Linked DNA regions of Mus musculus: region 1 is linked to region 2. Evidence: chromatin contacts called from public HiCAR-type data. All regions are on one chromosome and are shown on one strand. The core of a region is the stretch at or near the end of the contact, and the rest is flanking DNA. Distances in the headings are between cores, read along the strand shown. Region 1 has its middle 29 kb from the start of A930005H10Rik. Region 2 has its middle 32 kb from the start of Gm40124.

Region 1 (3,145 bases), core at 501-3,000, 190 kb after region 2:
TAAACATACTAGTTGAATGAGCTTGGAAAATAGACATTTCTGTGTTTTAAAAAATGTAGTTGTTTCACAAATCTGGACGGAAATCGTTTTGCTACTACGGCTTCACATCGTTGTCCAGTTTGCACGAGCTCTCTTGCACTTGTCAATAGTGTGACCTATCTCCTGAACAAACCTTATGCCCATTTCACTCTATGCAACATCCCATTCATTCATTCATTCAATACAATTTTACTGAGCATCAATTATTCTGAATATAATGAATAATTATTAATTATTCATTAATAGTTTTCTGTACTAGATCCAGGAAAGAAGATGAGCCGTCTCCCGTCCTAATGGGGCTGATGGTCAAACATGAATTCTTGCTCCGTTCTGACATCCTCAGACAGAAGCAGCACCATTCTCACAGTTGCCATCTGTCATCCGTCCAACTGCCCATCAAGTACACACCGGGCAGCTGCTACATCACCCCCTACCTATGTCTAAATCTCAGTCCCTTGACTGACATGAATTCGGAAGTAATCGCACATCTGTCAGTACTTTCCATGGGTCCTGGAATGTAACAGGCACAAAGTAGATGTTTGTTGGATTTGAGATTGAACGGCTAATAGAACGGGTGCTCTGACACCGGAGTCAGAGCAATAATACACCAAAGTCTTAGGAAAATACCAGCGGTCTTTTACTGAAACTTTCTGCCAAACACTTTAGAGAGGTGAAAGTCAGAAACCCCGAGAAACTGTCGAGCTGTTCTAAGAACTCTAGCGACCACAGACCCCGTCGCATCACTAGGCAACTCTTCCTTTCCTAAAACCGAACTATTGGTAATCTTACAGAATCATCTCCACTCAGAATATAATTCAGGGTAGAGACCGTTCTCCTTAGTTGGTTAAGAGGGGGCACTGTGGCATTTTGTTTCAGGGCTCCTTGAATTTTAGGAGGGAGTCTTTGCTTCTGAAGTCATTTCATTGGACACAAATTTCAAAATCTCTACCGTAGCCTAAGGCCCTGCACACTTGGCCGCCTTGCCCTCACCTCTCTTGTTTTATCCCTCACTACTCCTGCTTTTCTCCTGTCCCTGCCCCCTCCATCCCCATCCCCATTATCTATGCTGGTGTGCTTCAGAGCTTTGCCTTAGGATGCTGGCTCTATCGCTGCTGCTTCGTCTCCTCTCAAGGTTCATCCCTTCCAGTCACCCAGTCTTCTGCCCCAGTGTTATCCCCTGTACACATGTTTTCTCATCCATTAATTTATTCACTCACTTTACATGCTGATCTCAACCCCCTCCTCCTAGTCCCTCCTCAGACAGACTCCCCCCCCCCCACAATACCTCCTCTTCTCTCTCCTCTGAAAAGGACCCCCTGGATATCACCCCACCCTGGCACATCAAGTCACTGCAGGAGGCCAGACAAGGTAGCCAGCCCAATTAGGGGAACAGGATCCACAGACAGGCAACAGATTCGGGGGCAGTCCCTCTCCAGTTGTTGGGGGACTCACATGAATACCACATTGCATATCTGCTTCATGTGCGTGGGGGGGGAGGGGTCCTAGGTCTGAGAGGACTAAGTTAGCTAGAGCAGAGGTGACTCCACGACAGGCGGCAAACTGGCAATTTTGGAGGCTAGGCCTAAGTTTCTGTTTCCCAGAAATGAGAATCGGAATCCAAGAATCCATAGTCAGCCAACCACAGCAGTGTGCAGCCAATCCAAGGGCACCTTTTCATCTGGCCTGAAGTAAGAATAGGTAGCTAGAATGAGTAAACCACCCCCTGGGAAGTCTCCTGAGCCCAACCAGTTATAAAATCAGTCAAACCCTTAGGGATAGTGCTAACCAATCAAGGCAAAAGGGCACACGCCCCTCCCTGGAATTCCCCTGACAATAAAAGCTGGGCCTGCTAGTCCACCAAGGCTCTCAATTCCCAAGTGGGGAAACCCACACATGCATGCAGGAAATTCTGCTGAATAAACTCTTTGCTTTTGCATACTATTTGAGTTTGGGGTATTATTCTCCTATGATCTCGAACCCTAACAGGTCCAGCCCACGCATACTCCCTAGTTGGTGGCTCAATCTCTGGGAGCCCCCAAGGTCCAGGTTAGTTGACTCTGTTGGTCTTCTTATGGAGTCCCTACCCTCTTCAGATTCCTCAATCCTTCCCCCAACTCTTCCACAAGACTTCCTGAGCTCTGTCTAATGTTTGGTTGTGGGACTCTGGATCTGTTTTGGTCAGCTGCTGGGTGGAGGCTCTCAGAGGACAGTTATGCTAGGCTCCTGTCTGCAAGCATAACAGAGTATCATTAATAGTGTCAGGGATTGGTTAACAATCTGGTATACAGAAGTGAAGTGCAGGGAATTGTCTGGTTGCAAAGTGGTCTCCATAGATTAAATTGTAAGATTGTTATCTTAGCTGTTAGATATCTTAATTTCTTAGTTAAAATGTGATTAATATGTAAATATTTTGCGTATTTATTATTTATTTAGTGTGTCTATATGAGGGAAGAGAGGCATGTGTGTCCTTTGACTGATGAAAGTCAGAGGACAATGTGCAGTGGCCACTTCTCTCCTCCCACCTTATGGGTCCCAGGGATTAAACTCAGTGGCCAGGCATGATGGCAAGTACCTTTGCCTTGCTGAACTATCTCACTGACCTTACTTAATTTTACCTAAACAAATTACTATACCACAAGTCTTCCCCTCACAAACCACTCATATGTATACACACTTATGTGGTGGCACATGCCTTTAATCCCAGGATTTGGGATTAAACTCTGTCTCGAAAAAACAAACAACAACAACAACAACAACAACAACAAAAAGATCTGGGTTTGTGACTGCTATTCTTTTTTTCTTGAAAGAGCGTCTCTCTATTATTAGTCCTGGTGCTTGCTATGTAGAGCAGGCTGGCCTCAAACTCACAGAGATCCTTGTGCCTATACTTCCCAAGTGCTGGGATTAAAGGCATGTATCATGCCTGCTAACCTCCTTTCTTTTCTTTTTCTTTTTTCTTTTTTTTTTTTTTTTTTTTTTTTTGGTTTTTTGAGACAGGGTTTCTCTGTGTAGTCCTGGCTGTCCTGGAACTCACTCTGTAGACCAGGCTGGCCTCGAACTCAGAAATCTGCCTGCCTTTGCCTCCCAAGTGCTGGGATTAAAGGCG
Region 2 (3,170 bases), core at 88-2,587:
AACAATCAAGAATTGTAAGAGACATAAACAGGCCAATAAATCACAAATTCAATGGTAGCCTTGCTGAAGCCATCTCACTGAGGACTCATTTAAAAACTGTCAAATAAGGAGAGGCCAAGAGCTTCCTAGGTGACAATTTTAACAACTAGTCACCAAGGAAGAACAACGGAGAAGGGAGTTTGTAGGAGAAAAGCTACTTAGCTTGAGATGGAAATAATTATTTTCTCTCTCCCCACCAGGTAGCTGCCATCACTTAATTGTGTGTGTGTGATTGAGGGGGAGGGTGGAGTGTCATGGGGACACGAGTATCTTTATCTAGTGATATCATCTCTTCCTTTTGTGACAGTTTGTGGACAATATAAGAGTTTAAATTCAGCATTAAATGTAGCAAAAATGTAGCCCCTTTATGACCAAAGCTAGCCAGAGACTTTGGTCTAAATCATAGCAATATGGGTGCTCTGAGGGACCAAGCAAGACACCTCATCCTCAGGACTGGCACAGTTCCCCCTCTAGGTGGGCAGCTTAACATCTAGGCTAGTAGAGAAGGGCTAAGGTCAATGCCCATTCACTTCCCCTATGGCAGGCTTTAGAGGGCACCACCCTTCTGTCACCAGAATGCCGCTCTTCTTCCTAAGTATACCCAGCCTTCCTTTGGACATTAGTTTACACAGTCTTGGAGGATGATCCATTCCAAATGCTCAAATTCTACTATAAAAATATCCTCTATATGCCTCCAATTTTGTTTTTTCCAGTGTTTACTAACTGTAACAATATCGGGGAGACACTGAATACATCTTTTCACTCGGTCTGTAACGGTCTGACAATAAGCTGGGTGCCAAGATCAAAAGAGGAACAGTGATAAGGGTAAATGTCCTCCCTAGCAACAAAGAGAACAGACATAGCAAAGCTATTCCAGGAAGAGGGGCCAGCATTCATCGTATGCAGATGATACATACAAAAGACCACGAATTAGTTCAACGAGGTCGCAGGCTGGAAACCTAGGAGTTGGCTGGCAGACCTGCAGCTGGATAATTCGGTACTTTTCCAGGAAGTTTACTCTGGCTGACTCCTGCAGCAGCTACAGCGTCTGCCCACTCCCTTCGAATAATCAGAAAGCCATTAGAGCTCCCGATGGATGTCCTTCCTGCCCCTTAGTTTCCCATTTCCAGTGTCTTCTCGCAGGCGACATATTTTAAACCCTAATTTGCATTTGTTTTTCCATCTTTCTTCAGCATCTACCTGACAAGCTGGACCACATCAGCGTTCTCTGCCAGTAACCGCTCTCAAGGGTGGAGTTTCCTGTGACCCAGGAAAAAGAGTAAACACAGCCTTGTCAGCTCAACTTTACAGTGAAGCCATTGTGTGCTACGTCAGGAGTGTGGTTAATCTGTCTGAGGACAGCATCGCATACCTGTCTTTGCCAAGCATGTCCCGTTAACTGAACGGACACAAACCTTGACTCTCCCAGAGGTGCCTTTCACGTGGAGCTGTGGTAGTCAGTTTTCATCACTGTGTCAAAAATACCCGAGAAAAATATTTTGACAGAAAAGTTTTATTTTAGCTCACAGTCAAGGCACACGGTCACTTATTCTGTTACTTTTGGACCTGGACCACTGTGAGGTGAGTCAGAACTCTATGGTGGAACTGATAAAGTTAAAATCATCATAATTCAATTACCCTTCAAAAATCCCAGCAGCCGGCAACAAGCCAACTTAACACCTGAGCTTTGGGGCAGGGGGAATTTTTCCTAGTCAAACCTCAGCAGGCACTGAGTAAGGAAGGAGGCTGGTTAAGTCAGACACTATTAAAACTGCTACAGGGCAGGTAAGATCACTCCATGGGTGAGAGTACTTGCTTGGCAAGTCTGGGGAATTGAGTTTCATTTCTGGGACACACATGGAGAAATAAAGAATGTTTATCCTGACTCCCACAAGAAGGGTATGATACAACACACACACACACACACACACACACACACACACACACACACACACACCAAAAAATAAATTGTAGAAAGAAGTGAGAAGGACTGGGTGAAAGGCCATGGAAAACAAGAGAGAAATAGAAAGAGGCCTGTGGCTGTGGATGGGCATCCTAAGGATGGACACAACAAGCTTTGCTTAAACTTCTGGCCCCAGCCAGAGTTTAAGCTGACTGGGACAGTGATAAGCTGTGACGGAAGGACTGTCATGTCACAGGCTGGTTGACGATCGTTGAGGAAGCTGGGGAATGATAAAGACAAGGATGATCATGGCTGCAGCTCAGAAAGGTTGAGGGTTTTCAATGCATTCTTAGCTGACGTTACAGCACCAACCTTTCTTTTACAGATGAAGGCCAAGTTAAGATGGTTCACAGCCTCCCAAGATCAAAGTCAAGTGGAACCATGACCATTGTGAGTGAGTCCAAACTCAACTCTGTCGTCCAAATTCAGAATTACCTTTCATTTACTGGTTATTTGTTTGCTCATTTGATATACGTCTGAGTCTCTGCTACTAAAGTACTGTAATTACTTTTTGGTCTTTTGGATAAGGCCCAAAATCCAGAGGCACACAAGATGCTGAAGATACAGAAGACTTCAAGTCTGAAAATGTCTAATGAGACTCCCTTTGAGCCTCTACATCATAGAACACAACATTATGTGACAGGAGATCAACAAAGGTAAGGATGGGCTGTGGTACATGCTATGGGTTATGCCAGAGATGAGTAGAACACCTACTTGTGTGGTCAGGGGAAGGCCTTGGGGAAAGGGATGGGAGATCTGAAGTATGTTACAGAGTCAGTCATCTGGCAACTGCCAGACCGGTAAGAAATAACCAAAGCAAAGCAAGGTCGAGTGTTTAGGAGGAGCCAAGTCATGAAGGGTCTTCAAAGCCATCAGAGGATTTTGATGAGACTTAGGATTGTCTTAGTGCAATGATAAACCCTTAGAGGATGATAAGCAATGGAGGGATGATGGTTTTACTTTTTTATTAAGAGGAAGGAGGTTAGTTCAGGGCATAGACTCTGGAGCCAGAAGGCCTGGGTTTAAATCTTGGTTTGCTATTCATGAGCAGGATAGCCACAGGCAACTTCTTTTATGATTCTTTTTATCTTTCAAGTGCAGAATCTAGACTAGAAAAGGGTGGTGCATGTGCGTAATCCCAGCACTAGGAAAGGTCAGTAGGATGATG

Evidence for each region. HiCAR-type assays count read pairs that join an accessible place to other places.
Region 1: a HiCAR-type map of Th17 cells shows a contact between it and region 2, with 2.7 times the contacts expected there. The contact joins two enhancer-like sites. A contact is called at or near these places in 1 of 15 datasets of contacts at CTCF or cohesin (the NIH/3T3 cell line), 1 of 484 Hi-C or Micro-C datasets (embryonic stem cells), 2 of 115 datasets of contacts at active chromatin or transcription factors (Th17 cells and embryonic stem cells) and 1 of 9 other capture datasets (embryonic stem cells).

What each region holds. Positions count from the first base shown.
Region 1 is chr3:115,857,206-115,860,350 of GRCm38.p6, forward strand. No RefSeq gene overlaps it. Among named protein-coding and RNA genes, the nearest start is that of A930005H10Rik, 29 kb to the right of the region's middle. Within about 2 kb of position 1,751, at least 27 of the 459 cell types and tissues checked have an H3K27ac peak or open chromatin away from gene starts, as enhancers often do. A contact at or near this core is called in Th17 cells, where this site is marked.
Region 2 is chr3:115,672,609-115,675,778 of GRCm38.p6, forward strand. No RefSeq gene overlaps it. Among named protein-coding and RNA genes, the nearest start is that of Gm40124, 32 kb to the left of the region's middle. Within about 2 kb of position 1,338, at least 73 of the 459 cell types and tissues checked have an H3K27ac peak or open chromatin away from gene starts, as enhancers often do. A contact at or near this core is called in Th17 cells, where this site is marked.